Linked DNA regions of Mus musculus: region 2 is linked to region 1. Evidence: chromatin contacts called from public promoter capture Hi-C data. All regions are on one chromosome and are shown on one strand. The core of a region is the stretch at or near the end of the contact, and the rest is flanking DNA. Distances in the headings are between cores, read along the strand shown. Region 1 holds the start of Nanog (Nanog homeobox). Region 2 holds the start of Lrrc23 (leucine rich repeat containing 23).

Region 1 (3,259 bases), core at 322-2,821:
TGACAGTGGTAGTATTGGTAGCATTGGTGGCAGTGGAAGAAGGGAAGTGGTGGTAATGGTGGCAGGGGTGGCAGCAGAGGCAGACAGTGGTGACGATGGTGGCAGTGGTGCTGTGGCACAGTGGTGGCATTGGTGGCATGGCACAGTGGTGGCAATGATGGTGTGGTGCAGTGGTAGCAGTGGAGACAGTGGTGGCAGTGGAGACAGTAGTAGTATGGTGGCTGTGGTGGCCATGGCGGCAGTGGTGGCACATACAGGCCTTTAATGCCAGCACATGGGAGGCAGAGGCAGTTGGCTCTCTGTGAGTTGGAAGCCAGCTTGTTCTACAGAGCAAGTCCCAGGACAGCCAGGGCTACACAGAGAAACCCTGCCTAGAATAATAACAAAACTCAAACAAACACCACCAACCCCCGCGCTCCGCCCCGCCCCCCCCAAAAAAAACCCCAAACCAAAAAGAGCCATTCAAGCTTAGTCTTTTGTAGAATAAAACCCAGGAAGAACCACTCCTACCAATACTCACTGTGGTAGAGTCTTCACATGGGAGATGTTACGAGAGGACGGCCCTTCCCTCTCTGCTTATACACAGAAGCCGACTTAAGCTGGGTTAGAGTGCTTTCACTCACTTATCTGTGAGCACAAGGACTGATCGGCAAACTTTGAACTTGGGATGTGGAAATAGGAAGATCAGGAGTTTGGGACCAGCTAGAGCAATAGACTGTGAGGCCAGTCTCGGGTACGTGAAACTCTATCTCAAAGAAATGACCAAAACCAAATTTGAAATACGATAAATTTCTTCTTCCATTGCTTAGACGGCTGAGGCACTTGGGATTGCAGTAAGTCTGAAGCCAGCCTAGGTTTTACAGTGAGAACTTGTCTCAAAACAAAACAGAAGGCCTCTACATTAATTTAAACACTCCTTAAATTGGGCATGGTGGTAGACAAGCCTGGTCTACATACTGAGTATAAGCTACTCAAGGCAACAGAGAAAAACCTGTCTCAAAACCAAAGCATGGACCAACTTACTAAGGTAGCCCGAGTCTTAAGCAGGACACAGGCTCTTTCTTCAGACTTGCGTTAAAAAGCCGCACTTTTGGAGGGAAGATTTCCCCAGGTTTCCCAATGTGAAGAGCAAGCAAGAAACGCTGAGTGCTGAAAGGAAAGCCGTGTATAAACAGAGACTTTGGCAGCAAGGTCTGACTCTTTCATGTCTGTAGAAAGAATGGAAGAGGAAACTCAGATCCCCCACTTGACCTGAAACTTCCCACTAGAGATCGCCAGGGTCTGGAGGTGCAGCCGTGGTTAAAAGATGAATAAAGTGAAATGAGGTAAAGCCTCTTTTTGGGGGGGGGGGATGTCTTTAGATCAGAGGATGCCCCCTAAGCTTTCCCTCCCTCCCAGTCTGGGTCACCTTACAGCTTCTTTTGCATTACAATGTCCATGGTGGACCCTGCAGGTGGGATTAACTGTGAATTCACAGGGCTGGTGGGGCGTGGGTGCCGCCTGGGTGCCTGGGAGAATAGGGGGTGGGTAGGGTAGGAGGCTTGAGGGGGGAGGAGCAGGACCTACCCTTTAAATCTATCGCCTTGAGCCGTTGGCCTTCAGATAGGCTGATTTGGTTGGTGTCTTGCTCTTTCTGTGGGAAGGCTGCGGCTCACTTCCTTCTGACTTCTTGATAATTTTGCATTAGACATTTAACTCTTCTTTCTATGATCTTTCCTTCTAGACACTGAGTTTTTTGGTTGTTGCCTAAAACCTTTTCAGAAATCCCTTCCCTCGCCATCACACTGACATGAGTGTGGGTCTTCCTGGTCCCCACAGTTTGCCTAGTTCTGAGGAAGCATCGAATTCTGGGAACGCCTCATCAATGCCTGCAGTTTTTCATCCCGAGAACTATTCTTGCTTACAAGGGTCTGCTACTGAGATGCTCTGCACAGAGGCTGGTAAGGAATTCAGTCCCCGAAGAACCCAGTAAATTAGGGTAAGAGTAGAAAAAACGGGCTGAAGGGTTATTGCTTCTTTATGAACCGTAGTAGTCATTAACATAAGCGGGTGTCCTTATCACTCTTCTGGAAACCCCTCTGAGTTTGACCGGTGATACGTTGGCCTTCTAGTCTGAAATAGAGATCCGGGACACAGGACGGAGCAATATAAGGCTCTTGTGTGTATTTGAGAACCTAAATATTTGGGCTCTTTGGAATATGTTCGGGGGCAGTGAGTGGTGTCTTCAGTAGCAGGGAGACCTAACATCCTAGCTTGGAATGAGCACCCCATTTTTTTGGTGAGGTTATACAGTTAGTTTGCAATTTGCCCAAATGGCCGTTTTCTCCAGCAGAAGCAGTTAGCATTTCTCTCAACCTTTGGGAATATGGATGTCACTTAGCAGTTCTGGGTTTGTGAGCTCAGTGCTCCTTCCAAACCCCAAACAAGTGTACACAGTTTAAGTCATTCATTCTTATAGCTAGCATCTGGAGCCAAGGTCTGAAGCTCATTGTCTGTACAGAGTCAGCCCAGTACTCAGGCTTGTAAATGGTAGAACCAAGAGGCTGCTAGGCTGTGTGTGCCACGGTGCTCAGGTGCGTGTTGTGATGCTCGGGTGTGTGCAGCGATGCTCGGGTGTGTGCAGTGATGCTCGGGTGTGTGCAGCGGTGCTTGGGTGTGTGGAGCGCTAGGAAGTGTGTGTCCCCTTTTTTCTGAGCTTTTAAGTTAATGTCTGTCATCTTGATTTTTCTGATTTATGGGTTCAATTTTTGATTTTTTTTTTGTTTGTTTTTTTTTGTTTTTTCGAGACAGGGTTTCTCTGTGTAGCCCTGGCTGTCCTGGAACTCACTTTGTAGACCAGGCTGGCCTCAAACTCAGAAATCCGCCTGCCTCTGCCTCTGCCTCCCTCAATTTTTGATTTTGGAGGTGGGAAAAGTGCTGGGTTAGGAATGAACGGGTGGGGATAGCCTTTGTAAGTGATGTGTGTTTTTAGAGCATGTGTGTAGAGCATGTGTGTTTGTAGTGCGTGCCCCTAGTGCCAGCAGATGGCATAATTTTCCATTTAGAAGCTGCTTTCAGGGCTGTCTACTTATTTGCTAGACTGCAGGCTAACCTCAGCATTGCCATCAGCGTGGAGCACAGATGTCTTCAGTGTAGGAGGTGTCTTCTACCTGCTGCTGGATCTAGGAAATGTTGGGGCAAAGCTTGGTGGAGGAGCACTTGTCTCTTGCTGAAGGCCCTGGAAAAAAACAAAAAAGCTAACCGAAGAGCTAGAGGGTCA
Region 2 (3,259 bases), core at 342-2,841, 2.1 Mb after region 1:
GTGTCTATGATCTGGTTGTAGGAAAAGCTGGCGATCTGCAGGTAGGGAAGTTCATTCATCCTAGCACTCCGAAGCTGATTGCCATCGGCCTTGAGCCATAGGAGGTGAGTGAGACTGTTGAGCGGCGATATGTCTGTAATATGGTTCTCAGAAATATCCACATAGCGAAGATGGATATAGGAGCGCAGTAAGGAGATGTCTGTGAGGTCCCTAGGAGGTGGGAGGGGGGGGGGAGAGATCCACCGGAAAGGATAAGAACCCAGAGAGAAACGGCACAGGTGCTAGGACAGAGAGCAATGCAGAGAAGCCTTGTACTGGGATGACAGAGACGGAGGGGAAGAGGAGGCAAGTGGGGTTTTCTTCTTGTTTTTCAGTGCAGAGATCAAAACTAGTGCCTTGCACATGGCAGACGACCTTTCATACTACTAAGCTACATCTCGGAGCCAAACAGAGACTCCTCCACAGAAGCTTCAGTGTGTTGTTTTTGGTGCTGGGAATGAACCTGGAGCCTTGTGCATACTAGGCAAGTTCTCCACTGCTAAGCTACCCTCCCAGTCACCTAAGAGTCCCGGACGGACGTTCTGAAAAGCGAAGCCCACCATGTCTTCCCATGAGCTCTAGCCCAAACACTCAGGAATGAGAGAGGGAAGGCACGAGATGCTCCCGTCTCGCAGTCCTCACCTGTCCTTAGCCTCCAGCTTAATATAAGCGTGAGCCAGTCCACTGCCAATCTTGCAGAGTAATGAGAGCCCTTCCTTCATCATGGCCTCCGTGATGGGGGTGGGCAGCCACTGTAAGAGGTGGGGAATACAGGCATCCCTCTCCAGCTCCCCTCTAGTCCCGAGCCCCGGGAGCCCTCCTGAAGCAGGCTCTCACTTCCTCAGAGGCTTCTTCTGTCTCTTTCCTGTAGTCTTCCCATTCCTCTATCTCCTTGTCACTTTCCACTTCATCCTGTTCTGCATCAACGTCATCCACATCATCTTCATCCGACATCTTTCTCTGCCCTGCGCTCTGGAGTCAGATGAGACTCAGTCCTGGTCCTGAGAAAGAAGGTCTTAGCTCCCACCCCCCCAACCCTCCAGTCCCTCACCTCCAGCTACAGGTGCCCTATACAGTCTGTCTCCTCTGAACTCCCACTTGTGCATCTTTCCTCATGCTGGAGACCGTCTTTGGACTCCCAGTCTCTGCTCGGAGCCTCCTCCCACTCCACCCCTGCTCCCTTCAGGACACTTTCCCACACTCCCGGACTGTTCCTGCTGTCACTTGCCTCCAACAGTGTCCCAGCAGCCCAGCGTCCTCCTTCCTCAATTCCCTTTGATACAGTTCTACATGTCCTCCTAAAATCTCCCCTACCTACTCCTCCTCCCCTTCTTTACCCACACCTCACCTCCGGGTTGGGTTCCCTTCCACCCCAACCCCTCTTCTAATGCGGCCTCTTTGCTTAACACCACCATTTCCCTGACACGAAGTCTTCAACCCTCCAACCCAGTTCGCCTTCAGAAGTGGGCGCAGACCCTGACTCTGCTCCTCTAGAAGTAGTTAAGGAGAGGATCTTTGTGCTGAGACGCCAAGACTGTTTTTTTGGAAGACGCAACGGGGTAGCCGGAGTTATTTATTGTTGTTATGGCAACAGGGGCGGGACGCTTAGCTTTGCAGCCAGCTTCCGTTGAGAGTTTAGAGTACCTCAACCGCAAAGCAAAAACCCTAACGCCCCTCTTTCCACCCTCAGCGGGTAGCTCAGTAGTTGCCAGGTTACGAGGCCAAATTTCTAATCCCAGGAACCAGGAGAAGGCGAGAAAAGAGTGTCAAGGAGTTAATTGTCGGCGGACATAAAACAATGGTCCAATATTAACAGCAGCACTGAGAAGCGGGAGGGAGGCGGGGCTGGCCATTAAGTCCTTAAAGCAATTAGATGTCCGGATGCAAAGGAATTGGGCTTTAAGACTATACCTAAGAAGCAAAAAGGAGATGGATGAGGGGGGAAAGGCACGAAGAGAAGCAAGAAATACTAAGTTATGGGATTTGTTGCTGGCCGGGTTCCGCTCATTTACTTCGAAGGTGGCCTGGTGGTGCAAACCTTTAAGACCCAGCTTTGCGACCCCTGCGACCCCCTCTGGCAGGAAAGATAACTCAGAGATTAAGGGCCCTGGCTGTTCTTCTAAAAGACCCAGCTCTATTCCCAGCACTCACAAACCATCTGTAACTCCTGCTCTAGCGATCTGATGCCATCTTCTGACCTCTACACATAAAATAATAAAATTAATACATCTAAAAAATAAAAGGTCTGGCTTGGAGTCTTGGTAGATCTGCTGATTACTAGCAGTCCTCTAGAATTCTGTAGAATAAACGTAACGTTAAGAACTGGGAGGAGTCTGCTGAGTTACTCTGTGTCTTCGCTGTTGCTGTTTTCCTCTGAAGCAGCAGACTTTCTATGTAAGCCAGGCTGCCTCGAAGTCACTCCTTTCCCAGCCTCTTAAACACTGGGATTACAGGTGAGCGCAACCATGCCCAACTAACACTATCTTGTGGAGTCTAAGGAAAAGAGAATGCTTGATACAGGAACACATGGGACTAATTGTTACCTGCTTTATATAAAATGCAAATTGGAGGCTAGATGGCTCAGGGGTTGAGAGCACTCGTGCAATTGCAGAGTTTTCAGCACCCACAAAAGGTGGCTCCCAACCATCTAGGACTCCATCTCCAGGGGATCCAATGTCTCTGGCCTTCATGCACATACTCTCCCCACCCACACACACATACACACACAACCATACACTTGGGTAAACTAATCTTTTTAAAGATTGCAAAGTGGTCTGATGGAATATGTGTGGGCTGGAAGTCAGAAAGTGTTCCTTTGGATCAGTCGAGTTTGGGGAACGTAATCGACAAATCTGTTCTCTTGGTGTCAAGGAACGGGAGCTCTAGCAACAGCGGTAGCTTTAAAGCATAAATCCTGGGTTCCAAACAGCTCTGCTACTCAAAGCTGTGTGTTCTTCAGCCTATATCATCTATAAATATATTGCTGAATTATGCATGGTGGCACACGGCTGTGAACAGCAGCTGTCTGTAAGCTGAAGCAGGAGAATGGTCTGGGCTAGGCAGGGCTACTTCAAAATGAAACAGCGTTTATCTCAAAGAATTAGAGAGTTTTCCAAAAAAAACCAATGTAAGTGGTTTTGCACTTGGTTGACCCGGTAGTAAACAGATCCCTGCCCCTCCCCCACCCCTTTCCACCCCGTGTTCTCAGTACTGAGGTTAT

Evidence for each region. Promoter capture Hi-C pulls out the DNA fragments that hold promoters and counts their contacts.
Region 2: a promoter capture Hi-C map of embryonic stem cells shows a contact between it and region 1, with 5 read pairs. The contact joins the promoter of Lrrc23 here to the promoter of Nanog in region 1. A contact is called at or near these places in 5 of 39 promoter capture datasets (cranial neural crest, embryonic stem cells and stem cell-derived epiblast-like cells), 3 of 115 datasets of contacts at active chromatin or transcription factors (all in embryonic stem cells) and 1 of 9 other capture datasets (embryonic stem cells).

The regions. Positions count from the first base shown.
Region 1 is chr6:122,705,994-122,709,252 of GRCm38.p6, forward strand. It overlaps Nanog (Nanog homeobox), which reads left to right and starts at 1,572. Exons shown (of 4, transcript NM_028016.3): 1 at 1,572-1,940. The coding sequence starts at 1,790. RefSeq lists promoters at 1-1,786, 1,268-1,649, 1,312-1,717, 1,380-1,606, 1,522-1,712, cis regulatory regions at 1,365-1,370, 1,456-1,463 and an enhancer at 1,408-1,445.
Region 2 is chr6:124,778,136-124,781,394 of GRCm38.p6, forward strand. Lrrc23 (leucine rich repeat containing 23) reads right to left here and starts at 1,592. Exons shown (of 8, transcript NM_001302555.1): 1 at 1,515-1,592; 2 at 877-1,011; 3 at 682-791; 4 at 1-210. The coding sequence starts at 993.